2 separate regions of the Siniperca chuatsi genome follow, and region 2 is linked to region 1. The links are chromatin contacts, called in public Hi-C maps. All regions are on one chromosome and are shown on one strand. The core of a region is the stretch at or near the end of the contact, and the rest is flanking DNA. Distances in the headings are between cores, read along the strand shown. Region 1 holds the start of hic1 (hypermethylated in cancer 1 protein). Region 2 has its middle 80 kb from the start of hic1.

Region 1 (6,939 bases), core at 1,664-4,163:
TATTCACACACACACAATCGGTACATTCTCATCTGTATAAGATCTACAGCGCCGTTTTATGCAGCACAGTTCAATTGCATCACAAAGCATGACTAAACTATGCCTTCTTTACAGCAGGACATTTAAACCCACATTTAATATATTCTTGCAAATTTTATAAAATCTTTTGTGATACAAGAAAAAAAAATCTCATGCACAAAGCAACATGCACCTGCAATGTGCTGTGCATACAACTAATTATTTTGGGTAATGTCTTCTGGTAATGACATTCAAAGTGGCTGAGGGTTTCCCATCAAAACAATAAGGTTCTCTTTTCACTCGCTGTGATCAGAATGAGTCTTTTGAGAGGCTACAGTACAACTTTCCTCTTAAAATATCTGAGCTCGCTGTTTGATGTAACCTACTGACAAAAAGAGAAAGACTACAGTAAAACATTTTCACTGTTTTATGAAACGCTTGATCTGGAGGGCATGTGTAAGCTCACTGCATCCTGTTAGGTAGCCATCTATGATTGCAAAGATATTTTAGTCAGATAATTCATCTTAAAGCAAGCCTGCTACATATAATGTTCTTGTAAACACATTCAAAGCCTGCACTACAGTTTGTTTTGTTGGTTTGTTATGTTAAAGAGATTCAATTAAATCATTTTACAGTACAGTCGCCTGAGAGAAGGTTACACAAGTCCCTCTGGGATGCATGGCTGTTTTCATCTGATAGTCTTCTTTTTAACTACCCGTCAACATGCTGAGGAAGCTTAGATGATGTTGATGTAGTTAATGGTGATGGCATTCAGTTTACTTGCATTAGATTAATATTCATTGCCCCTGTGTTTTGTCTGTTTTGTCACTTTTGTGGTTTGGGGTGAAGCAGGAGACTAAACACAGCAGACATCTGCTTAAAACTACATGTTGACATTTTATTTTCTTTCATTTCAATTTGCTGCCCATGCTCATGTCTCCTTGTTTATTTTAGAACCCATTTGACCACTTCATATTTAGTCCATGTTCAATTTATGAGGCAACACTGCAGTACAAGGTGAGTGTAAACTTGCAAGAAGATATTTTACTGTAGTTTCATATTACTTTAATCCAAATAATGATATTTTGTTGTCCTTTTTGTGACTCACAAGAGGCATATACAGGCTGGCGAAGCTTAACATGCATTAAATGAGTTTTACATTAAAGACAGAACAACTGCATCCTGAAGCGCAGATCGAGTAGTAGCACTCATGATAGGTGAATACGTTCAGTTTCAGTCAGGTCAGCAAACATCATGGAGTGTCAGTTTCCTGTTTGATTGCTGTAATCGCGAATCTAAAAATCAGCCCACACGTATCAAATACTCACGGGAGTATGAGATTAACACGGTTTCTTCATCTTGATAGGAACCTAATTAACAGAGTTGATTTAAACAGGAGACCAAGTATAAGCATATTAATATGATATTGTAATAATTAACACTTATATTTAAGAATTAACAGGGTATGTTGTCACTGTATGGATTATAATCATTTAATATCGTACAGGTTTTACAGCAGAATATTCCATTTTATTTGAATCATGTATTTCTAATTTCTTCTCCTAAACTCTGATGATCGTTAGACGATACATTTATTTGAAAATTAAATAAAATTTACTGTATGTAAGTTTTATTTGCCTGTGTCACGGTTTATCAAAGAGCAAGATTTGAAGTATCTGAGTATCTTCACGTCGCGTTTTGCAAGCAAAGCATCAAGTTGTCTGCTGACTCCGAGAGGACCTGTCCTCGCTGCGTCTCTAATCTGTTTTACTCCGCTCTTCACATATTGTCCAGTAAACCGAATCACGAGTGAATCCATCTCTCTGAGCTGCAGCCTTTAAACCTTCACCTTATCTCCGCCAAAGAAGCCCTAAATCACCTCCAGAAACAGACTGTTTTCAGCTCATTGTACTTTAAGGTGTATCAGACAGCTGTTTCTTCTTCAGAGCTGTCAACAGCACTGAGAAGCATCTCTTTCATACATGTGTATAAAATCTCGGCTTTTATAAAATGAACCAGAAATCCATGCACTAAAAATCCTCCCCCCAATATATTCCTATAAAATTCTTTAGTGTTTCTGAGTTCGCCTGAGCTCAGTTCTGGCATTATTACACACAGTGACAGGCCTATTTTATAATGTCCAATAGGAGCATTATGATTTTGCTGCAGCGTCCTTCTTAATTTTATTACAAGATTACTGAAGAAGCTGGAGTTCCCTTTTAACAGAGGTCGATGTTCCTTTTAACTTTTACATTACATCTGAGTTCAAAAAACTTTTTTTTTAAATAATTAAACTCGAAGAAAAGATCATTTTGGAGAGTGCAACAGACTTGTCTTGTTTTGTACTCGGAACTTTTTAGATCAAATTCTCCATTAGGACTACATCAGACTGACCCTGAATAATTTTACAAATAAACTGATTGGTCTATATACAATTAATTAGCTGGGGGGAAAAGATGTTTTCAACCGACTCGTTTTAAGTGCGGAATAAAAGAAGAAGCGGATACTTTCTTTTCGATATCAAAATAGGATTAATACTGGAATAAAAACGATGTCCTATATAAAATACGTTCTGCTAATATTTCAAAGACTGAATAAAAAACACATTTCCTTTCTGACAGTATATACTGTACAGTTTAATAAATAAAAACCTAAATGTCACCCTTCCCCAGTTCTTGTTTGGATGCCTGTGTGCAGCATGTCAGCTCTTACCTGCATGCCCGATGTCTTCTGCCATCCGATCTAAGTCTCCTTTAATGATCATCTCAGCAGTCTCTAGGAGTCATATCTGACGTTTCAGCTTTGAACTGCCAGCCTCCAAAAAACCATGCCAGTTTTCCGAGCGTGTCTGCCAGCTCTTTTTTTATGATTATTAATTGATATGAATTTCTTGTCGCTCCTTAGGTCCGTCCTCCCACCCACTTTCCTCCCTCTCCCTCGTTTCTCTGTGTCTCTCTGCCCCTCCTCTACCCTCCTTCTCACCCCCTCCTATAAAAAAAATACGTGCTTAGACCAGCATCAGTTTCCTCCTATTTTTTTTTCTAGTAATTTCCTTAGCTATTTTTGAGTTGGAGCAATAACGCGCACCGGGATGATAATGGAGCCTCTATGCGCCTTAAGTGTTTTAGCGCCCCGTGTGATGTCAGTCTATAATAAAAATAAAAGGTAAAATCGAGGGCAGGAACTTCAGTTGACCCCGACTTGAACTTCTCAACACATCGTCTTAAAGAGACAAGCAGCTATTGTATACAGACGTAGCCTATATAGCCCACTCGATGTTGCATAGGGCCTATTTGTGATCAGGCACTTAAACTTTGGAGAGGAGTTTAATGATGGAAATAACTGATTACATCAATCGTTGCTAAAGATTTTCACGTCAAGGACCTTCAAGAAATTAGACCCCCCACCCCCTCAAACACCACCATCTTCCTTTTATTTTGTCCCTGAGGCCAAAATTAAATCTAATTCACTCACAAGTCGTGTTTGCTTCTTGTGCAAGTTAGTAAATAAATGTACAACTGTAGGTATTCTGTAATTGCAAACTTTTTAATTAAGCAAAATCAATAAAACTGTTAAATTAGATTGTCTTTTACCTTCCCTGCATACCTCAAATTTGGAGCCTTAATGGGCCCCCTGGCGTCACTTAAAGAGCACAATTAGCTAAGTGGAAATTAAAAAGAACCACTTTAACACTTTAAAGCACATCTCTCTCTCTGTCTCTCAGGTAAAACACCTGCTGTGGACATGGACACTGAAGTGGACAGCATTGTAAATGGGCAGATAAATGTCCCCTGAAAACTGGCATCATAAGGACATTAGGACCTATTTTTATCAGTGCAGATGTTTAAATAACGTGCCTACCTACTTAAAACCTTGTCAATTTTGGCCCCACAATGGATTGATGTCAAAATATTCTTATAGGCATTAATGTATGTATATAACATAGAGCCCGCAATGGACACCTTTTCCCTTCAGTAGATGTATGCAGTCATCCCATTCAATACCAAAATGAATTATTAAAAAAATATATTTTATGTGGCTTTTATAAATTGCAAGTTTATTTCTTGGCCTACTTTACGCCAACAGCGTATGCTGAAAATCCTCTCAAGAAGACCTCCAGTGTCTTGGATGATTTAATTATGCGTATATCAACATTAAAAATGGAAACATAAAAATTACAGCCGAAGTTACTGTATATCAGATATGATTTAGGCCGGACATGTCCATGTGATCCAGATGCTCAGGCTTTGTACTGAACGTTAGGATCATCGGTGTAAAACGAAAAGACACATTAAAACCTGGATAAACTAATGCTGTAGTCCACTAAAAGCTGCTCATTATGACACAGTGTGTGATCACACGTCTGCAAGGATGCCATCCGTGCCTCACTGCCGTATCACAATCTTACCTCGGACTCATGTCTGGTGCTCTGGCCGTATGTCTGCTCTCCTTTTCGGCATTCCCTCATTAGGAGCTCCGTAGTTTCCTCCAAGTCCAGCTCTCTCTCTCAAAAACGTCTCTTCCGCGTATTTTTACAGCCCCCTCTCTCCCGAGTTTCCCCTTCTTTCACCCTCTTCCATACACTGAAATTCTCACGTGTTAACAAGACTATCTGACACTTCAGACTGTGTTGGGGTCCGGTCGGACCAAACCTGCCGGCGAAGACTTTACGCGCACAGCGACACCCAATGGTGCACTCCGCGACCGCGAGTCCCATTGGCCTTATCAAGGAGGGCATGCTGTGCAGTGATTTGGGGGGAAATGAAAAGGTTGGAAAGCTATGACCAATAATTCGTGAGCACCATATAAAAAAAACACACAGTAGCCTATAGGTCATACTGATTAGCTGTTTATGCTGGAATTCGGGCTCACGACGACCACTGTCAGAATAAAAAGGTTGGTCAACTTTTTGAAAAACTGATTTCAGGTGAGTTAACCTTCAGTGGTGAATATGCTTTACATTCACAATATAATTGCCAGTGTGGGAAGAAGTATTCAGATATTTTACTTAAGAAAAAGTAGCAGATCACTACAAAAAAATGCAATGTTAAGTAAAATGCCTGCATTTAAAAAGTACAAAAGTAATAAATTGTACTTTTAAGTATTAAAAGTACTTTTACTTTTGTAAAACACGTAAGCTGTATTTTGATGTTGTAGTTATGTGGGTTATTTTTAACTATATACTGCATGATAGTTTACCCTATAACAATTTTATAGGCTGATTATATGTTTTGTGCGTAAAATTGTAATTTGAAAGTAACTACAGCCGTCAGATACAATGTACAATATTTTCCTCAGAAATGTAGTGGAGTAGAAGTATAAAATAGCATAAAATGTTCAGGTAAATCACAAGTAGGCCTACCTCAAATATTTTGCTAAAGTAAAGTACTTGAGTAAATGTACTTAAAGTACTTTCAACCACTGAAAAAGTCTAATAATGTTGTAGCCTGATAAATAGGACTACCTAAATCAATTGCACTCCAACCTGTCATGTTTTATGGGTTATTTTTGGTTATAACCATCACTTAAGGCTGGATTATTTCAATGTATATGATAAAAGTAACTGAGAAAACATCTCCAGAAAAATGCTTCAGTGTCTCTAAAAAAGTACATTTTGATTCTTTTTGTACACTGTAGTTAGCCCGAGTCAATAGCTTTCTATAAACATTAATACTAACACATATTTAATCCACTGGATTTGGATGGATTATGTCCGACAGGCCTGTCTGTTATTATTCCTTCAAATCTTTCCATAGCCATCCTGAGGTGTTTGAAAGACTTGCAGATTGAAATTGATGAATGTAATTATTTTATCATCACTGAGGCCGTTAACAGACAGCTGATGTGATCCAGAGAAACACTTACCAGGCTGAGGCCTATTTATGTTTGTTTTGATCACAATAGCAGCTGACAATCTCATAAAGCATGCAGGGTCTCTTCCTCTTTAAATGATCTGAGCCCAAGGTGCTGGTGTTTCATTGAAGTGATCCGAGTCACCTCAGGAGCCTGGTGGAGTGGAGGAAGGTATTGTCTCTCACTTCCATGTTCCCTTGATGAACTGTCGATAACCTCACAGACAGAGGTAGGCAGACCTGTGCAGGAGAATGGACATGTTGTATCAAGGATGTGACAACGTGTTTCGATTCACGGTCCAAAATAGTTTTTTCCACCTAGGGAAACACATAGTGATATCATATGCTGCTTATCAGGTAGGTTGTGTCTTTTACGTAGCTTGATTTCTTTCCGTTTTAATTTACACATCTTACATAACAGTGTAATTATGTCTGGCAGTTATTTAACCCCTACAGTCCCAGGCCTAAAACTGCATTTTGCTGCTACTTGTATTCATCTGATTATTAGCTTTACCTTTCTATCTATCTTTATCTTATTGGCTTCAAATATTGATGTACTGAACATTTTCTTTTTCAAGACAGCCAGGTCTATTTGTAAATGAAGAAATATTTGATGTGAATAATTGCATTCAAGATATCTGATGGATTACACATTTAGGTTTGCCTAGAAAATTTCTGTTAGAAAATGCATTTTATTAGGATTATGGTGATGATAATTCATTACAGTTACATTATAAAATTACTATTAATCAGGGAAATATGTGAGGTTCTTGGTGTAGTTGGCAGTAACTATGCAGGTTCAAGGGTCAAAGCCTGAATAGTTTACAAAAGCATCATAAGCAATAAATAACAAACTTTCACAGCACATGTTAGATCTCCATAGCAACACGAAAGGAGGGGTCACAGCCAAGAATGATGGCTCATTTTACTTGTAAGGACAAGACATACTGATATGTTTTCTGATAGCAAAACCAGCGCACAGCTAGAACAGATTAAAATCAAATAAAATAGTTTTGATATGCTAATAGTGGCAGGTAACCTATATTTGAGAGAAGGAAAGAGTTTTTTT
Region 2 (6,939 bases), core at 2,499-4,998, 80 kb before region 1:
TATGCCAAGCCAGCTGTTGTTGGCCATGAATGAGTCTTGGCTAACCAGAGTGGCTAGCCTTTCAAACAGACCTTATCTTCCCTGCATTTCGGATATGCTGGAAGCCCCTGGATCACAGCGCTGGCTCGTAACAATACAACAATCCTCCACCTGTACACATGTATCACAGAGACACATGGACAGGGCTCGAGACGAAAAGCCCCAGAAAGGTAAGCAGAGAAAATATTAAAATTATGCAGGTATTCTTAAGAATACGCGTTCACACATACTATGTGTTAACTTTTGTAAAACCTTAAGGAATAAAAGGGTTCTTTTTCCATTTACAAAAACTTTTTTGTATCAGTTTAACTGAACTAAATGATCTCATCGTGGGATTGTTAAATCATAAAAACAAAAAAATGTCATATTTTATTTGCAACTTACACAGTTTCAGTGATGAAACAAAAGACTAGATCATGATAAAACAAATAAATCAACAACAATAGCAAGCAGCTAAAAGTTGCAATTATTTTAATCTGTAGTACACTCGTGTAAAACACAAAATCTATCCTTGGTGCACTATGTGAGAGTTGTTGCACAGGAAGCTGATGAACACCATCATGACAGGAGAGAGAAAGGTAGTGCGAGCGATGGGTATCAGCGGGCAGGGAGAAGAGATAGCAGCACCTCGTCAGCTGTTGCCAGGGTTACCGACTCTCGTCAGCACTGACAAACACACACAGGAGCAGTGGGCTTACAAAGGGAAGGCCAGCATGCTTCTTAAAATTAGCGGGGAGGGGGCTGGAGAACTCTTGTAAAATTGTTAATGTACAGTGTTCACAATAAGACGGTGTAGTCCCTCATTCGTCCAGGAGTGTTCTATCGTAGAAAAGGTTTCAGAAATTGCACATTCTCAATTGAGAATCACTTCCGGATGGGAGCCGAAACGTCTTGATTCTGAAAACAGTGTCCAGATGACTACGACTGAAACCTTTTCTACGATAATGTACAGTGTTGTGCTGCATTAGTGTCTGTATCGGACATGTCTGTGTGTGTCGGGGCTGATATGTCTATGTTTGTGCATTTTGTGTGTTTGTTTTTATTTCATACTTCTTGTGAAACTTTGAGTTTTACACCTTTGTAATGAGGACATTACTGCAAAATGAGGTGTACAATTAAAAAATATTACGTTTATTTTAGAGGTGTTAGGGTTAGGCCTGTGATGGTGAAGTTTGAGGTTATTGTTGGAAATGAGAGAATTAATATAGTCCATGAAAGGTCCTGATAAAAGTACAAGTCTGTCTCCGTTACATGCTTCCAAGGGCAGCACGTAAGGATAAGGCTGGCAATAGTCTAAAAACTACACTGCCCAGCTGTTTCAGGAAATTACTGACTACAGCCACAATAGTGGCTCTGAGAAAGCTGTACTTAGCCACAGCGATGCTTTAGCTAAATGCTAACATCAGCATGCTAATATGCTCACAATGACATTGCTAACATGATGTTTAGCAAGTATAATGTTTACCATGTACACCATCTTAGTTTAGCACATTAGCATGCTGACATTTGCTAATTAGCACAAAAGACAATGCTACAGCTTAGGCTGATGGGAATGTTATCGGTTTCCAGGTATTTGGTCATAAACCGAAGTAATGGACAAATAACTTTTATATAAATTTAGACCTGTTACTGGATGAAAAGTTATTACAATTAGATAGATATGAATGTCTGTACCAAATTGCAAAGCAGTCCATCAAACAGTTGTTGAGACATTTCACTCAAAACCACAAATGTCAAATGTTATGGTGGTGCTAGAGGCAAAGTCAGAGGATCACCAAAGTCATTAGAATACATCGTCTGGGGTCAGAGAAGAAGAGACAGTCAGAAAATATAGATCAATGGACTGAGGCATTGATGGTTTTGATCTTTTGTTGGTTTGTTGACAATAAGAAAACTATAGAATAACTCCTATCCTTTAACCCGTGTCAACCATAACGGCCTTTAGAAGTGAATAACGCACCCACTCACTGTATTTCAAACACATCATTTTGTGTGTGTGTGTGTGTGTGTGTGTATGTGTGTGTGTGTGTGTGTGAGTGTGTGTGTGTGTGTATGCCCACATGTGCTGCGAGTGGTTCTCATACTTCTAAGGGCAGCGCTTAGCCTAACAGAGGGATTACCAGCTGACTGTGTGATAAACAACCTCGCCACTTGTGCTAACACTGAAGTGCCAGACCTGCTTGAGGGCGTCTGTATACACACCCACAAGTGAGTGTGTATAATCTATAGAAACACTCTTATGGTGTGTTGATACTGAAGGTGATTTATGGGCGGCTCAACAAAGACTACTGTATAAACTATTGTTTTAATCCTGCCTGCTCTGGGTCAGTGCTTTATTAATGTCTGTCTATATGACTCTGCATATTAAAGGCAGCCATTAGCTTTTGATTAATGGCCGTTTCTCTGTGCCCGAGGCTACCTTTGAACAGACTCCTGTCTCTTCATGCAGCTTTGGCTCAGCGGTGTCTGACACAAAAAGGTGCAGTATTACCACTGAGGGCTGCCCTGCTTGTTGTAGAGTGACTAGCCTAACTTTAGACAGGATTATATCCCCACACACACAGCTAACAACACTAAATCAACAAGAAGAAAAATGCTTCTAAGTGGCAATTGTCAAGCTGTTGTCTTACCAAATTGGGTCTTTCAACTAAATGTTTGTCTCTTTGTGCTTCTGTGGCAATAAAAGGTGCAAAACCTCACTTCTAAATTACTTTCATGATCAGCTTAGCAAATATTGACTTACCACACAGGTCACTTATGTTGTTACATTTCTTAGATACCTGAAGTGACTTAGTTATAAATGTATGATGTGTTTTCTTCCCACAGCAGCTAAAAAAAGAAACATCACAGTTTTACACTACACATTTACATGTATTTGACTGTGTGTTAAAAATGACTACATTCACATTGTTAACTGTTAGTTTGTCATGATTACAGATCCACTTGATCTTAAAAATAGTGTGGGCCAGCTTTCTTGTCAAGTGAGCGGTTGTCTAAGAGTTTCATATCAGAGATACAAAGTCCTTCCTGTGTTTGCTACTTCTGCTTACAGCTACTTCAATAATGAGGACAGGCCCTCTTGTCTCACGTTCAACAACAGGCTGCATAAAAGAGTTGAAGTGTTATACATGCAGTTAAAAAATGCTGTCAGCAGAGGGCAGACTCTTCCTTTGACAGAGAGAAAAACTGTCACTGGTGATGTTTGCAGTCCTGGCTGCCTTGCTGCATTAACCACGACACTGATTGACACATTGACTCTTTGACATTCAGTGTCACGTTCAGTTAAACCCACTTTGTTTTTTACGACTCACTTTCTCTCTTTCTGTCTTCTTGCATTTGTGTCATCCAGTCTAGCAGCCTAACTGTCTATTTTTATCTCTTCTCTATCTCTCTTCCTTTCTTCTTCTTCTTCTTCTTCTTCTTCTTCTTCTTCTTCTTCTTCTTCTTCTTCTGTGTGTGTGTGTGTGTATGCTTTGTCTGGTCTCAGTGACAGTGTCTGGGAGTTAACCAATCACTAGGCAAGAACAGAGTCCAGAGAGGGCTCAGAGGCCATGAGAAAGACTCGCCCACCCCTCCAACACCCGCAACCTCTCCCCCCAACCAGCGCTGCTCTCACCCCTGCCGACGCTCTGACACACACACGTAGTCTGTCACATGTGCTGAACACAAACAGAAACACACACACACACACAGAGAGACACTTAAATGCATCAGACTGGTGTAAAATCCTCTAATCTACCGCAAAAGGCAGGTACTTTACCATAACCAAAGGTCACAAGGTTAGAGATAAGCACCATGGGTTGATTAAGAAATAGTCTGATATTGTGACCATGCAAATGAGCCGCAACACAGCTCCTGCTCATTTCCCAGGGTCAAGTTCCCCATCTCAGTATAACTCTGTATCGTCACCACAAACTTCTCATGTGCTTATTTCCCCTGTAGCAGTGTGGGCAAGTCTTAGCACTCTCACCAGCTTCCCAAACTCTGATTCTGACAGATTTTCTCTCTCCTGCTGAATAATGAGCGCCATGCACACAGTGGCACCGTAACACACTCCTCTGTTGGTCTTTTCATGTGTGTGTGGCTGTTTTGTTTCTTTGCGTGTAGCTCCCTTGGTGCTCTGCAGGCCGTCTCACCCTCTTCTATTGGCATTAACTATATTTTACATATATGTTTTTTTTTTGTCATATTTTACAGACACTTTAGGTTCATACCTGTAATAATAAATGTAGAATAGCAGGTACAGTATTTGTGCCCTTCATGTGTCTATTGTAATGTTATTTTGCTACCTGGTATAACCTCATACTCTATAATTGTTATATAAAGTTTTTGTACTCGTGTGTATGCCCTGACCTGTACATGAACCTTAACCTCGGTACACTGGTGTTTCAAGAGTGCTGCCACACCAGGCAGAAGTGAAACCTGTGGGTGTGTGGCTTTGTGTCAGCCTGCTGTGTGTGTATTTCTAAACATGTGCCTATATGTGTGTGTCTTTTCATACCCACATTTGTACAGACAGCACACTGCTGCACCTCTGACGCCTGCCTCTCTTTTTGTTCTCTAATTCTTCATTTTCCCCCATTTGTGGCAGGCATGTTCACTTCAGTGTGGTTACACATTTGCACACTTTTGCAGTCACACTGGCGCTAAAAGTCATATGCACACACTTTCATATACACACAGGGGCAGGTCGGCACGTAGACAACCTGACTTGCACACGTACTGTCCTTTGCCCCTTTGTCATAGCAGTCACCTTTGCATGGGAAGGCACATGTGTCCAATTTCACATGCTCACAGACATATTTACCGTCAGTAGATGTAATTACGAAAGCAAGTTCACTATTATGCCAAACATGCAGAATGATTTTGTCTTTTTTGTCCACAGAAAGATAACAGTTGTCATGTGTCTTTGTGGTTTGCAGGAAAAAACATGAGCTGTCCATTGGCCTGTATCAGTGTGAGAGCAAAGACAGTGCAAAGAGAATCTTGAGTGCATCTGTTTGGCAGTTTTTTCACACAACTTGTAGATCGAAAGAGAAAATATCCTCATTACGAAACTGTAATACCAAGGTAACCCACAATACAATATGACAGTTGATTGAAAACCTTTGCATGAATGTTTGTTGCCAATGTCTCCTGGAAACCAGTCAACATGCGAAATGATTATGGGTTTTGATAGTCATTTGTCAAGTGTCAACCAAAGTTCAGTTGATCTAATAATACATACATATTCTGTAGGGCAACGTGTGCAGACATATTTTGCCCAAAGGTTATATTCACCTTAAAATAATAGCAAACTACATTTAGGGGCCTTTCTTCCTTTGATGGCATGCTTTTCTTTTTGCAGCTAATTGGTAAAATGTAGATGATATGACATCAAAAAATATTTCCAACACTTGTTGAGAAAGTGAAGTGTTCTTTTATCCCAGTGTTTTATCATTTTCAATTTTTTAAAATAAATTCATGTTGTTTTTATCTATGGTTTTATATGGGGTATTTATTTGTTATGTTCTGTAATCAGTGTTGGCTGATTAGAATAGGAGAACTGTAATTTCCAATGCATTTATGAATGAATAAATTGAACCTTGAACCATAAGTGTGTCAAAAGAAACAAAAACATCATACCTACTTAAATTTCAAGCCATAATTGACGTTATATATCAGGCTTCAGAGTCAAACTCCATAATGCAATATTGTTACAAGATGTATTCGGTAGACCTGCCTTTGTCATTTTTAAAAAGATTAAAAACAACAAGTTTGATGTCCCATTTGGGGGGATTATTTGAATTCATTATGATTCATTCATTATGATGTGCACTCTCTAGAGATGGACAATGCACTTTACCACAAAACACTATAATGTGTTACATGTAATAGTCTTTTTATAATTAACAGTGTGAGAGCATCCCAAATGTTTTCACGCTTGGATCAACAATACAATCCAAAGCAGCAGTGAACTGAATACATTATTTACCACTATACCATATTTGGTCACTGGGATGAAGCTATAAAGACATCAAAATTGGACAGAAGACAAACACTCAGGGGCTGGAATTGCATGGCCAGCTTTTTACTTCTCTGTAAAGCACAGCTGAGAGTGATTCAGCCACTGATGGAGTTTCCAGTGAAGGTCCTCTCAGTTTTCTGCTGCCCTGCCAACAACCACCAACCCCTCTCTCTTTCCTGGCTTGAGCCCCTACCCGGGGGCAACCATAATTAGGCCCAAGGGTCGACAAGGGGGTCAGAGGGATCAACAGGAACTGTTGTGTGGGTGGCAGTGCCAAGGGATTGTCGAAGGAAGGGAGAGGAAGAAGAGGAAGGTGGGAGAGCACTCCGGAGGCCTAGGGAGAGGGAGGATTTACCAGCAAATCGAGTGAAACATTGTGTGATTCAGGCCCCAGTCAGGGATGGTGGGCAAGAGGGCAAAGGGATGGAGAGGGGGAGGGAGGGAGTGCTTATGGACTGTAAAGAGAGAGTAGGGGAGAGGTGGAGGGAGTGACAGAGCAGGGAGGGGTAGTGGGCTGACAGATGCCACAGTCCAGGCCCACAGCACAGGAAGTCATTCATATTGGGACGTGCTTGTTGCCAGCTCCCACTGTCCACTCTAGAGAGGAGTCAGAGCTCACAGTTACCCAACTTTGTAAGATCATGTGACAAAACAGCTCCCACTCAGTGCATCGCATTAGTAAAAGACATCTGAATATGACAAACTATGACATACGTAATATATAAACTGCATTTCTGATTAGGTCATGTTGTAATTTCTCTTTACAGCATCATTTGCAGGCTGTAGTGCCTCTCTACACTTTATAAAACTCATCCTACAGTCCATGCAATGGATTTGGGGTAGAGCTCAACCAGAACTAGATTTTGAGGCCAATACCAATATCATCAGGCACT

Evidence for each region. A called contact is a pair of places that touch in the nucleus more often than the background predicts.
Region 2: a contact with region 1 is called in a Hi-C map of liver, with 4 times the contacts expected there. The contact joins the enhancer-like site here to the promoter of hic1 in region 1. A contact is called at or near these places in 3 of 3 Hi-C or Micro-C datasets (liver, skeletal muscle and an unstated tissue).

What each region holds. Positions count from the first base shown.
Region 1 is chrLG7:21,775,952-21,782,890 of ASM2008510v1, reverse strand. It overlaps hic1 (hypermethylated in cancer 1 protein), which reads right to left and starts at 2,913. Exons shown (of 2, transcript XM_044201829.1): 1 at 2,731-2,913. The coding sequence starts at 2,782. LOC122878690 (a long non-coding RNA gene) reads left to right here and starts at 4,431. Exons shown (of 3, transcript XR_006378522.1): 1 at 4,431-4,945.
Region 2 is chrLG7:21,856,655-21,863,593 of ASM2008510v1, reverse strand. No RefSeq gene overlaps it. Among protein-coding and RNA genes, the nearest start is that of hic1, 80 kb to the right of the region's middle. Within about 2 kb of position 3,748, the one cell type or tissue checked has an H3K27ac peak away from gene starts, as active enhancers do. A contact at or near this core is called in liver, where this site is marked.